2 separate regions of the Sus scrofa genome follow, and region 1 is linked to region 2. A link is a contact called in public HiChIP or PLAC-seq data. All regions are on one chromosome and are shown on one strand. Each heading gives the region's core, a stretch centred on a gene start, on an enhancer-like site or on the middle of the called end of the contact. The rest is flanking DNA. Distances are from core to core; before and after follow the strand shown.

Region 1 (6,081 bases), core at 254-2,753, 210 kb before region 2:
ATCATTCTGGCATCTCAATGAATGATTGACCCAGAAGAAATGCTCTAAAACCCCTCAACTGGCTATTCCACAAGACCAGCCCCTGCTGAAGCAATGCTGTTTGTCATAAGCAAGATGACTTTAGCGGGCCTGTGCAGAAGTCAGCAGGGCACCCGTGGCTGCAACCTGCCTCGGCTCTAATGGTCTCCTCGGCCAGGTGCTGGGGTCCTCCCGCACCCCCTCACCCCTGGGCCCACCTGCCTGCCTACACTCCCAGCCCCAAGCTTCATCCCAATGAGTGCAGAGAAGGGAAAATGGCGGCGTTAGTGTGGAGAAGTTATTGTAGATGTGCAGACATCACACAAAGGTTGTTGCAAATGCTCACCACGTTTGATCAACACGGTCAGTGTCCCTGCAAGGAGGGGAGAAAAAGCTCAGAGGAGAAGCCAACTGAAGACATTTGGGCCTAGGGTGAGGGTGGGAGATGAGAGTCCTAGAAGCATTCTCACTAGACAAGAGGTGGCTCTGTTTTCAATCCAGGTCCACTTGTGCCGATAAGCTATGTCCCAATTCAGATAAAATTCCTATTCCGAGAACACTGAGCATCCTTCAGTCACCACCCCAGCTGGGGCAAAGCATTCCTAGCAACTCACTACCCCAACCAAGAAAGAAAGAAATCAGGAGCCTTATAGATTGAAGACTATTATCAGCAATCCCCCCTCAACAAGTATGGTGTCAGGGAACAGGGTAAGGAGTAGGAAATGAGATTCCCTGCCCATAGCAGGAAAATCATTTTTGCTCACAGCAGCCATGCTGAATAGGAAGAAATTTTATTCTAGGGGTAAGAAATGGTGGTTTGAGTGCTGATGGCTATTGCCCCACCAATCCAGGAAGCAAAATCAAAACAAAAAGGGACATCATTTGCCCATTTCAAAATTTACTCACAATCATTCTAAAATGAAAGACACCAAATACAGTTCTGCAAACACCAATTTCAGAGGCACAAAAAGTCAGTCGAGGTCTTGTAGACCCTGAGGTCTGCCTGAGAACACTGCCAGCCAGATGATTTCACCTCTCCATCCTGCAAGCTCTGTGGACCAAATCTCAGCCCCTGCACCCATGCCCACCCTACCACACATCCCAATGGTACCTGCAGTGGTGCTTCCTACTGGCAAGCCAGAAGGCACTATCACACGCATAGCAGTGGGCAGCCAGGTGGTCAGGGAGCCATCGAGTCATCTGTAAAACATAGGGGCCAGCTTAGTTTCAGGAGATGGGCCATCCAGCTGGAGCCAGCAGAGCCATGCTGGGGGCAGCAAGAGTCACAAGGACCACACTGGCTCAAGTGGCACCAGCCCAATAGGTCTGTTGTCAGCAGTACAAGAAAGGCGTCCAAATCGTTTCCCTGGAAGGGACTCCAAGCTCTCCTGAGATCGAGTGGCAGGCAACAGCACCCAGGGTCGCTATGAGAGCTGGCAAGGCTCTAGTTCATAGAGGCAATGAGGAGAGAGGGCTGGCTTGCTGAGTCTCCCTGGCTCAGAAATTCTAGGCTTGATGGGAATTCACAGGTGCTGAGATTCAGAGAGGCTCAAGACTAAATGTGCTGTGAGGTCATTTCTTGGCCGGGGCAGGGGCAAGAATGGGGGTAGAGAAGAACCGCAGAACAGTTATATGGGTGGCACTCAGAACAGGGGCTGAGCCTGTACCTCCGTGTCCTGTTTATCCACCTGCTCCCAGCTGGCTTCAGAGAAAATCTCTGTGCTGCAGCGAGACAAACAGTTCTGATCCAGATTGCTTTCCGAGTCGGGAATTGAGGTCTGTTGGCAAACAAACACAGCTGAACAGAATGAACCTGGTCTCCTCCCAGAAGAAGAAAGGACTTGGCAAAGAAAGGAGTACTGGGGACTTTGGACAGGCCCGGGTTTTAAGGCTGCTGAATCTCTAGGTGCCTCAGCCACGAAGAACTGGGTTGAGCAGGTGCAGAGACAGGGCTAAGCTCAGCTGGAAGAGAGATACACAGGTCTAAGGCTGTGTGCAGTGCTTCTGGAGTGGAAAGACAGGCCATGGGTTCCAGGAAGTGGGTGAGGCAGAAGTGACCAGGGTGGAGTGGGAACTGTGTCAGCTGCTCCAGGGGGCTGTCAATTCAACCCTGCCACTTACATCTGTGTGCTGAAACTGAGTGCTTTGGGCATGTCCTTTTTCTGAAGGACTCTTTGGGAAAATGAGAAACCATCATTGGAATAAAGGAAAAACCAAGAAGTGAGCTGGAATTGAAAGTCATTGGATGAGCCCGCCTTTAATGTATGCTGACTGCTTCAGAGCCAGACTCACACTTGAACACATCAAGTCAGACACACCAGTACATGGCGTGCCTCCTTAAAAATGTCCCCTCAGGTACCCCCCACTTCCAGTCGCCAGGCCCCATCAGCACTAACTCCCAATAGTGCTAGTACCAACCCTTCTGCCCATTTTGACTGCCATCGCATGGCACTGGGTGGGAACAAGTATCTATTTAAAAAAGAACTAAACCCTTCACAGTTACTGCCCATGCTGGGGGTGGGGCTGGTTAATTATTCACTAGCTACTGGGGCAGAAGAGACACTATATTTTGACAGGAAGGTTTGGGATGTTGCCCTACAAATGTCCTTCTGCCCAGGAGTTGAAGTTTTTCTTAAAATGTATGATCCTTTCTCCAAAGAGAATTGACCAACCATAGAGTGAGTGCTAACTCTCTTCCTTATGCTGTCTGGACAGGATACTCATAAAAAGTAAGCAAAGCAGAAAGAAAAGAAGTCCCCTCACTGCCCATCACCTGGCTGAGGCTGATCTTCAGCCTCTCTCAACAGGACTACTCTGGACCTTTCTAATTCTTTTAAAAAATCTGTAAAAAGGGTGCCCCAGTTCAGTGGGCCCTCTCTCCCTGCACACCATGGTGTACTCACCACTTCATCCCCAAAGTCCCCATTGAAGCGCAGGGAGCTGGTCAGATACTGGCTCTCTAGGCGACTCCTCAACTCCTGGACCTGTTTCTTCAAGGTCTCCACTTCCTGCTGGTGGCCTGACTCAATCTGACGCAGGCGCTGCTGGATTGTGTCCGTGTACACAGGCATGCCATCATCGTCCAGGTGGCTACGGGAAGGCTGATCAGGGCTGCCAGCTGCAGACGGCCTCCCCGAGTAACTGTGCAGCCACTTGTGGTACAAGTTCCTCGAGGGTAAGTGGGCAGAGCTGCAGCTTGTAGCAGACAGCTGGCGACTCAGTGAGTCCTTGCTCCTACCAGCTTCCCCATTAGCGCAGTGCCCATTGGGGGTGGGGTACTTCTGGAGGGTACTATGCCCTGGGGGCTGCTCTGAGGCCTTATTTTCAGTCTCAGGGGCACCATTGCATACAAGGCCCTCTTTACATTCAGCTAAAGGCAAGGCACAAGGAGAATGTGCTGGGCTGTGGGTGCTGCCAGGAGAAGTCCTATGCACCACAGATCCCACCTGGGGCCTTTCAGCCAGGCTCCTCTCCAAAAGCCTGGGCTCCATGGCTTGAGGAAGCACGAACTTGCCACTGAACCTGCCACTGTTTACCAGGCAAGATCTGTGATGGCCTTGGGGCCCACTTTCTGACTTCATTTTATCCTCTATTAACAAGTCCATGGAACTGTCCACGTTTGGTCCTCTGGCCTCAAGTGGGACTTGGGAGGGCAGAGAACTTGACTGTGAGGTACCATAACCAACTTCTGCATCTACTGGGATTGGAAGGACTGCTTCCTCCCTATCCTCTGCCATAGCTCCTATTCGAGACTGTTCCACAGGGACCTCTTGGACATCCTCTCCCCTGGGGGTCTCCTGGAGAGAACTGGGGAGAACACTGTGCCCACCCTGCTGCTCAGGAATACCCAGAGGAAGGCTGGTGCCTGGCTGGCTGCTCAAAGCATCATCACCCAGTTCTGGCTCTTGTTGAAATACAATGGCTGGGCCCTCAGGGGTCTTTCTCCTGCTCTCCTTTTCTAAAAGAGCCTCCTCTTTGACCTCCTGCATCCCCCTGTGAGCAGGGTCCTCTATCCCACTCTCCTCTTTGGTGGCCTCTTGCAAAATGTTCTCCATCTGCCCCTCAGCCACTCCAGCTGCAACAGATAGCTCAGCCCCAGCCAGCACTTTGGTTGGTTTCCCCAAGCTGTCAGGATCTAGAGGCTCCTCTCCAGGACCAGCCAGGGTGCTCAGTTCCAGTGAACGCCGGTGCTCTTGCCACTTCTCATTCAGGCTCGGGTCACTGCTGCGCCGGCTAGTGAGAGGCACTGTGTTGTCGCAGGCTGTGGTCAGATTGTCAAATGATCTAGTCTTTGGTAGCCTAAAGAAAGTTTGGGGGAAATGAGAATCTGAGGCTATCCAGAGGGAAGTGGGAGACAATACATTTCAACAGTCATTTCATAACTAGCTTCATCACAGCTACTCAAGGAGCCATGGCATATCTAGGGTGAGGCTTAGACTGCAGGAAGATGAAGCTCCAAGATGAGTCCTTCTATTCCTCTGGCACCACACCTACACTATACCCAACATATACAAATAAGCTAACAGCAAATGCTCTCTTAAAAAAAAAGACATTCTTGGAGTTCCCATCGTAGCGTAGCAGAAATGAATCCAACTAGAAACCATGAGGCTATGGGTTCGATCCCTGGCCTCCTTCAGTGGGTTAAGGATCCAGCACTGCCGTGAGCTGTGGTTGTGGTGTAGTCACAGATGCAGCTAGGATCTGACATTGCTGGGGCTGTGGTGTAGGCCGGCAGCTGTAGCTCTGATTAGACCCCTAGCCTGGGAACCTCTATATGCCACGGAGTGGCCCAAAAAAGCAAAATAAATAAATAAAATAATAATAAATAAAAAAACATTCTTCATGATACTGCTGTTTCTCAATTAGTGGCAAAGTAAAGTAGCAGTGCTGATTTTCTGCTATTACAATATTTTTAATTATTATTTATCAGACTGAATTCAATAAGCTAATTCATACGTTGCAAAGTCAAACTTTTTATCATCTGAAGTCATCTGCCTTTATAAGCCCAAGACAACAAATCACAGCAGAGAGGCAGCAACACAGAGCAATTGCTGAAATTCAAGCTAGAGAGTCACAAGGAACCCAGAGGAGGAGTTCCCTTGTGGCTCAGCAGTTTAAGGAGCTGGCAGCATTACTGCTATGGCTTGGGTTCAATCCCTAGCTCAGGAACTTCTGCATGCTGTATGTGCTGCAAAACAAACAGTAAACACCCAGAGAAACACCACTTGAGAAACTGCTTGGTGCATGCAGCAGAGCCATGTAGCAACAGGGCCCAATACTCTACAGAAAATGAGGTTTTTACAGCCTCATAGCCCAAAATCCTTACACTTTCCCTAAGAAAACTTCAAAGATCAATGAAATGTGTGCAGCTTGACAATGTCATGATCTCCAATCATCCCTGGGTATATATAGCGTAGCACAAGAATACAACCACAAAGGATCTGAGGTCTTGGCATCAGCCTCAGGGCTCACCGACTCAGGGGCGGATCCTCAGAGCTGGTGCCAGGGCCTGGGTATGGTGCACAGCTGTCGTCCACAGGGGTAGACGGGGATGGGCAGGGCAGGTACACCGCACTCCATAGCATCAGGTTACGCACATGGCACACAGGATACAGCACCTAAGGAAAGTGCAAGTGGGCAGGTTAAATGAGTTCCAACAAGTCTGTCAGAAACATCCAGAAATGAGGGTGAAGAATAAAGACCAAGTAGAAATGCCCAGCAGTCCTGTACAGTCTGAAGGGCATTAGTGACAGTGGGTGCAGATGCAGCTCTATCTCCCAAAAGGACCTATAGAGAACTAGGAATTGGGGTTGGTGGGATTTTTCATCTAAGAGCCCCTATGGCTGTGAAAATGTCAAAAAAAAATTTTTAATCCATTTTTCATTAGTCATTTCTAGGTCATCTTTACTGAATGACTGGCTTTTCTCAGTCTACTTTGTTGCTTTACGGCTCAAGTGAGTCATTCTGCTAGATGATGATTGTTCCCTGTTAAAAAAGCTTGGCTTCCAAAGACATGTCAAACCTGTTTTAAAGGATCATCTAACTTACTTATAAGAAAAGGAA
Region 2 (5,553 bases), core at 1,950-4,449:
ACATGGAGCCTTGGCTCCTCACCTGTAAGATGGGGCTCACCAATGTCCCCACCTCCGTGAGCTTGTGGAATGCTCAGAGCCACATCGTGGAGTGAGTGAATGCTCTGAGCCTGGCTGGTCTTGACGCTCCATTGATGGATGCTGCTCTTCTTCCTGTTAGACCCCAGGCCCTGTGACTACTGTCCCAGGACCCTGGAGAATGACAGTCCCATCTGCGTTTTTCTACCCTTTTCCCCATTTGGCTTCTTAGCTCAGACACGGAGGAGTTTTATTGTTACTTTTTTGATTTGTGAATTCTCTTAAATGACGAGCCTAAAAAATGAAGCCACTTCGAGCAGTCTGTAAACTGAATCCTCCTTATTGAAAAGAGAATAATCAGAGGGGACCATGTCCATACAGTCTAGACCTGATGGTTGCTGTTCCCCACCAATGTCACTCATTAACCTGTTAGAACGGGAAAAGGACCTGGTTCATAGAGGCCACAGCCATTTGTGGAGCACCTAGTCCACTCCAGGCACTGTGCTCCACGCTGTGTGCATTATCTCTTTGAAGCATTTGTTGTTGTTTTGGCCATACCTGCATCATGTGGAAGTTCCACATTCAGGGGCCAGGGATCAAACCTGTGCCTTGCAGTAACGATGCCAGATCCTTAGCCCACTGAGCCACCAGGAAATTCCTCTTTGAACCATTTGAAACAATCCCATGAGGTGGATGGTAGTAGGCCCATTTTATAAGGAGGAAACAGGTTCAGAGAGGGAAAGCTCCCTGCCCAAAGTCACACAGCCCAAAGAAGTTCAGCTGGTAAGTCATAGAGCCCTCTTATTTCCAGGGAGGGAAATGGAGACTTAAGTGACTTGGCCAAGGTCCCTCAGCCAGGAGGAACAGGGCTGGGATTCAAACCGGGCGCCCTGACTCTGAGACCAGTGCTGTGTGGGGCCCGTTCCCAGCCTGGCCTAGGCTTCCGCTCCTTTACTCTGGTTCTTCCTGCAGTGCCTGGGAGCAGCTGCGGCCCCAGCCCCTGCCGTGTGTGGCGTGGAGCTGGACTCACTCATCTCCCAAGTGAAGGACCTGCTGCCAGAGCTCGGGGAGGGCTTCATCCTGGCCTGCCTAGAGCACTACAGCTACGACCCAGAGCAGGTGATCAACAACGTCCTGGAGAGCCGCCTGGCCCCTGCCCTCAGCCAGCTGGATCGCAGCCTAGACAGGTGGGAGGAGGCTCCTGGCTGCCGGCCTGCCTCAGGTCCCTGGCCACAGCACTCTGGGGGGCCCTCATCAGGGGCCCTTCTCAGTTCCTCTGCATGCCTACTGCTCTGTCCCTGGTGTCCCAAGACTCAGCTTATTTTCTCTCCACCCAGCAGAAGTTCCCCACCCTATAAGCTCATGTCCTCTGTGGGGAAACATAGATGCCTCAGGCCCCCAGGAAGCCCTCATACACCCCCTTCAGGGCAGAGTGTGCACTGGGACCTGCCTGCACCAACAGGTGGGAAAACAGCTCAGAGACACAGGATGTGACCGAGGGGTCACAGGCCTTTGGAGCTCTGATATTGCTGGCCTGCCCTGTCATTGCCACCTTCCCAGTAGATTCCATGGGGAGGACAGCCAAGGCTTCCCTCTTCCTTCACACCCACTCTTCCTGAGTTGGGCACACTGCTTCCCTGAAGGCTCCCAAGGTTGAGGGGTGGGGAGCAGGAATGAGTACATGAAGTGGGTGTTTCTTCCATTCATAAATGTTTATTGAATGAATGAATGAAGTTAGCTCTGCCCTTGGACAAGCTCCTTGGCCTCCCTTTGCCCATTTTACAGGTGAGGGCATTGAGGCACAAAGAGCTCAAGCGACCTCTATCTCATAGGGCTGTTGTGAACATCAGATGAGGGAGGGAGATTTTAAACAAAAAACCTGCATCAATGGCACTGGGGACTGAGGGACGCTTTGTGTGAGGGGTGGCCACATACCCAGGCAGGGCCAGATTGGGCAGGTTTTTAGGCTGCGTCCCAAGTGTTGAAGGGGTTTGGAGGCTCTGACAGTGTAACATGGTAGGGGAAAGTGGGGTGCAGGTCGATGTCCACTGGCAAGGCCCCTGAAATGGGTTTCTCTGCCACCCCCCAGACAGGTGAAGCCAGACCCGACACCTCTGCTGACATCTCGTCACAACGTCTTCCAGAATGATGAGTTTGACGTGTTCAGCCGGGACTCAGTGGACCTGAGCCGGGTACACAAAGGCAGGAGGTGAGTTCAGTGGGCCATGGGGGTCCCAGGACCCCAACTCTGCAAATGCAGAGAGAAAGTGAGAGAAACTAAAGGCCCCCATCTTACGGAGCTTCAGCTCAGGGCTCCCCCGGCAGCCGGGCTCAGGCTCTCTAGTGATCCTGCTTTGGGCTCTAACTGCACTCAGGGGTTATCAGTGAGTCCTCCTCATTGACAGTGAAAAGCCAGAGGGTCCAAAACAAGCCCCTCTTCCCTCCTTAGACATTTGGGGTGTCCACCCCTGAATCTCTGGATGGGAGAGCCGTGCTTCCCAGCAGCTGCTCCTTGACCTGAATTTCTCCATTCTGTGACAAAATGAGCAAATGAAGGGCCTGTACCTGGTGAGCTTTTCATAAGTAACCATATTCCATTTGCAGGCCTTTTTGCTTATTTTTAGTCTATGTCCTTCTTACTTTTTTGGCTCTGGAAAGTCCATCCATGATTTATTCATTTATTCAACAAATATTTGCCTGTGCTTCCAGGCCCTGGATTTATTAGGTGCTGGGGATCTGTTGAGGAATGAAACGGACACGGGCCTTGCCCACGTGGAGTTTGCACTAATCAACTTGGCAAACAAGCAACATAAAATTGCAGCTGAAACAGATTCTATGAGTTGGAGGTGCTCAGACTTCTGAGCCTCTGGTTGGAGCTTTAGTCCAGGCAGAAAGTCTCCTCAGAGAAAGTGCCCTGGCATTGCTGGTGGAAGGACAAGGAAGAGTCAGTTCTACAGAGGGAGAGGGGACTTTCCCAGCAGAGGGAACAGCAGAGGCAGTGGCCACAAGGCCGCAGGGAGCATGGTGAGGGTCCCCCTGAGCTGACACTTTCTGTTTTGGAAAGATCACCTAGCTTTGAAACTGAGACCCATCAGAGAGCTTGAGAGTCAGCAGCCACATGGAGACTGTGACAGGATGGGGAATAAGACACTGACAGCCCCCTGCTGGGCCGCCAGAGTTTTTCTGGGCAGAGTTGATTCTTGGGCAAGTACAGCCTGCACTTTCCCCCATGATGGAACCAGAAGGGGACCTGCCCAGTTCTCGGCATAGGAGCCCCAGGCCAGAGGTGCAAGCTGTACCCCCTCCCCAGGGCCATCCAGTGATGGAAGCGTGGCTGGCTGAGGGCTTGGGGACCCGGCACAGGGCAACCATAAAGAAAACATTTGCAAACTGCTTAGTCACACACATTGCGACATCTCCAGATCCCAGGCTAGCAATGTTATCCTATGTCAGTGGCCGCTGTTCCAGACCAGAATGACCCTGCTATGGGGAGAGGGGCAGGCAAGGAGGGCTGTACCCCTGCTCAAAAGGTGCTCCAGGTGCCTGGCAGAGACCCTGGGTAGCAAATGTTTACTGAACTCACTGTGCTTGGTAGCCCAAGCTTTAAGGGTTACAAAGAGGCAAGGCCTCCATTCATGTGTTCATTATTTATTTATTCACTCAGCAGATATCTATTAAGTAATTTACTGTCTCCAGATCCTGTGCCAGAGACACCAGGGAGACAAGGTGAACAAGGCACCCAGGCCTCGCCCATAAACAGCACAGAGACCGTGGGAAAGACGTAGGCCATTAGACAAGCAGGGACGGAGTAGAGAGGTGCTGGGATGGGGCAGGGAGGAGCCTGAGCAGGGGCACCTCTCCTGATGTGGGCGGGGCAGAGGGGCCTAGGGCCTTTGGCCGTGGCTTCATGGAGCACATGAGAAGTTAAGTAGCATAAGGCAGATCACCCTTGAGTTAAAATGTGTGTGTCAGAGTTCCTATTGTGGCTCAGCAGGTTAAGAACCTGACTAGTATCCAAAGAGGATGTGGGTTCAATCCCTGGCCTCACTCAGTGGATTAAGGATCTGGTATTGCCATAAGCTTAAGCATAGATTGCAGCTGTAGCTTGGCTCTGGCATTTGCTGTGGCTGTGGTATGGCCTAGCGGCTGAAGCTCCGCTTCAACCCCTAGCCTGGGAACTTCCATATCCTGCAGGTATGGCCCATAAAAGACCAAAAAAACCAAAAAAACAAAAAAAGTGTGTGTCCGTTAAGTCGATTATACCAGATGGGTGCACTCAGTGGCTAAAGTAATAAGGACATCTGTCCCCTTGCATGATAGGCAGTCACAAGTAGGTCAGTCTAGGCTTGGTTGCTCTGTGGTGCAGCCATCCCGTCAAGGAGGCATCTTGCTCCCTCAAGGCCCCTGGGTGGCTGCAGCTGTTTCAGCTGTGACCTCCAGAAATGACCTCTTTCTGCCTCTGCTTTGGAGACCAGGAAACCTTTCCCGGAAGTCTCCAGGTTTCCCTCATATCTCACTGGGGAGCTGGGTCACGGGGCCGAGGGCCAGGGCTCCAGAAGGGGGAAGGGGCAAGACCTGAGTGAAATGAGGGTCTGTTAGGAGTGGGGGTGAGGTGAAGGGTGGTTGTTGGATAGATGTCAAGCTCATGTGCTACAGCTCTTTCATAGCAAAGCCAAGGAGACTGTGAGTGTAAGGTGGGGTCTCCGAACTCCCTTGGACTGAATAGTGGTACCCTGGAAGATAACAGTTCTCTCCCAAAACAGTTCTATTTACAAAAATGCCTGTGCACCCTGTGTGCCTCTTGGAGAGTCCCAGAGCCCATTAGCACATTAAAGGCTCTGACAAGTCCTGCAGGAAATGCAATCAGATTCCCTTTGCTCAGCAGGTGCCAGGTCCACTTCTATTCATTGTCTCATTTTATCCTGACATCATGCCTGGGTGACAGAACTAAATCTTGGCGAGGATAAGGGGCTTGCCTATGATCACACAGCTCAGGAAGAAGCTGAGCAGACTTGAGTCAGGAGACCTGTTCTGGCCATGGCTCAGCTGCTAGAAACTGTGTGACCTTGGGAAGGTTACTGTACCTCTCTGGGTCCCCTGCTTCCTCACCTGGAAAAGGAAGGGTTTGCCTCCTCTGTAGGCCCTTTAGAAATTCAAAGGTGGTTGTCACCTCACTAAGGGTCACTTTGAGTTGGGCCTTGAAGAACAAGCTGGAGGAAATGAGGAGGGGAATGGTGGCTGAGCCTTAGGAGAGCGCACATGTACCCCAGGCTTGCTACTATCTTGTAGGAGGCCGAGGAAGCCACCTGCCCTGGAGATAGTGTTTGATAGCTGCTTGACTGGGGTTCCATCTCTTTTCCTGACTAGTTTTACCCCTGATTTCCTTTACCTTCCTGGCTTCAAAAGAGATCATGGGCCAAAGCCATACCTTCCTGGATAGAGTACCCAGGGCACCATGCTCCTCTGTCCTTACCTGTATCCCTCCCAGGACCCAGCTAGGACGGATGAGGTTTGCCAGGCTTCTATGTGGTCCTG

What was found. HiChIP or PLAC-seq counts read pairs in DNA pulled down with a chosen protein or histone mark.
Region 1: a contact with region 2 is called in an H3K27ac HiChIP or PLAC-seq map of skeletal muscle, with 6 times the contacts expected there. The contact joins two enhancer-like sites. A contact is called at or near these places in 9 of 47 Hi-C or Micro-C datasets (embryonic fibroblasts, epiblast stem cells, liver and 1 more) and 2 of 2 datasets of contacts at active chromatin or transcription factors (alveolar macrophages and skeletal muscle).

The regions. Positions count from the first base shown.
Region 1 is chr14:47,012,808-47,018,888 of Sscrofa11.1, reverse strand. It overlaps MTMR3 (myotubularin-related protein 3), which reads right to left. Exons shown (of 20, transcript XM_001926519.6): 16 at 5,491-5,636; 17 at 2,922-4,317; 18 at 1,686-1,796; 19 at 1,130-1,218. All of the region lies in intron 1 of LOC106505968 (a long non-coding RNA gene), which reads left to right. Among named protein-coding and RNA genes, the nearest start is that of MTMR3, 140 kb to the right of the region's middle. Within about 2 kb of position 1,503, at least 11 of the 83 cell types and tissues checked have an H3K27ac peak or open chromatin away from gene starts, as enhancers often do. A contact at or near this core is called in liver and skeletal muscle, where this site is marked.
Region 2 is chr14:46,807,172-46,812,724 of Sscrofa11.1, reverse strand. ASCC2 (activating signal cointegrator 1 complex subunit 2) reads left to right here. Exons shown (of 19, transcript XM_021072416.1): 13 at 991-1,205; 14 at 2,108-2,227. Among named protein-coding and RNA genes, the nearest start is that of UQCR10, 27 kb to the right of the region's middle. Within about 2 kb of position 3,199, at least 23 of the 83 cell types and tissues checked have an H3K27ac peak or open chromatin away from gene starts, as enhancers often do. A contact at or near this core is called in liver and skeletal muscle, where this site is marked.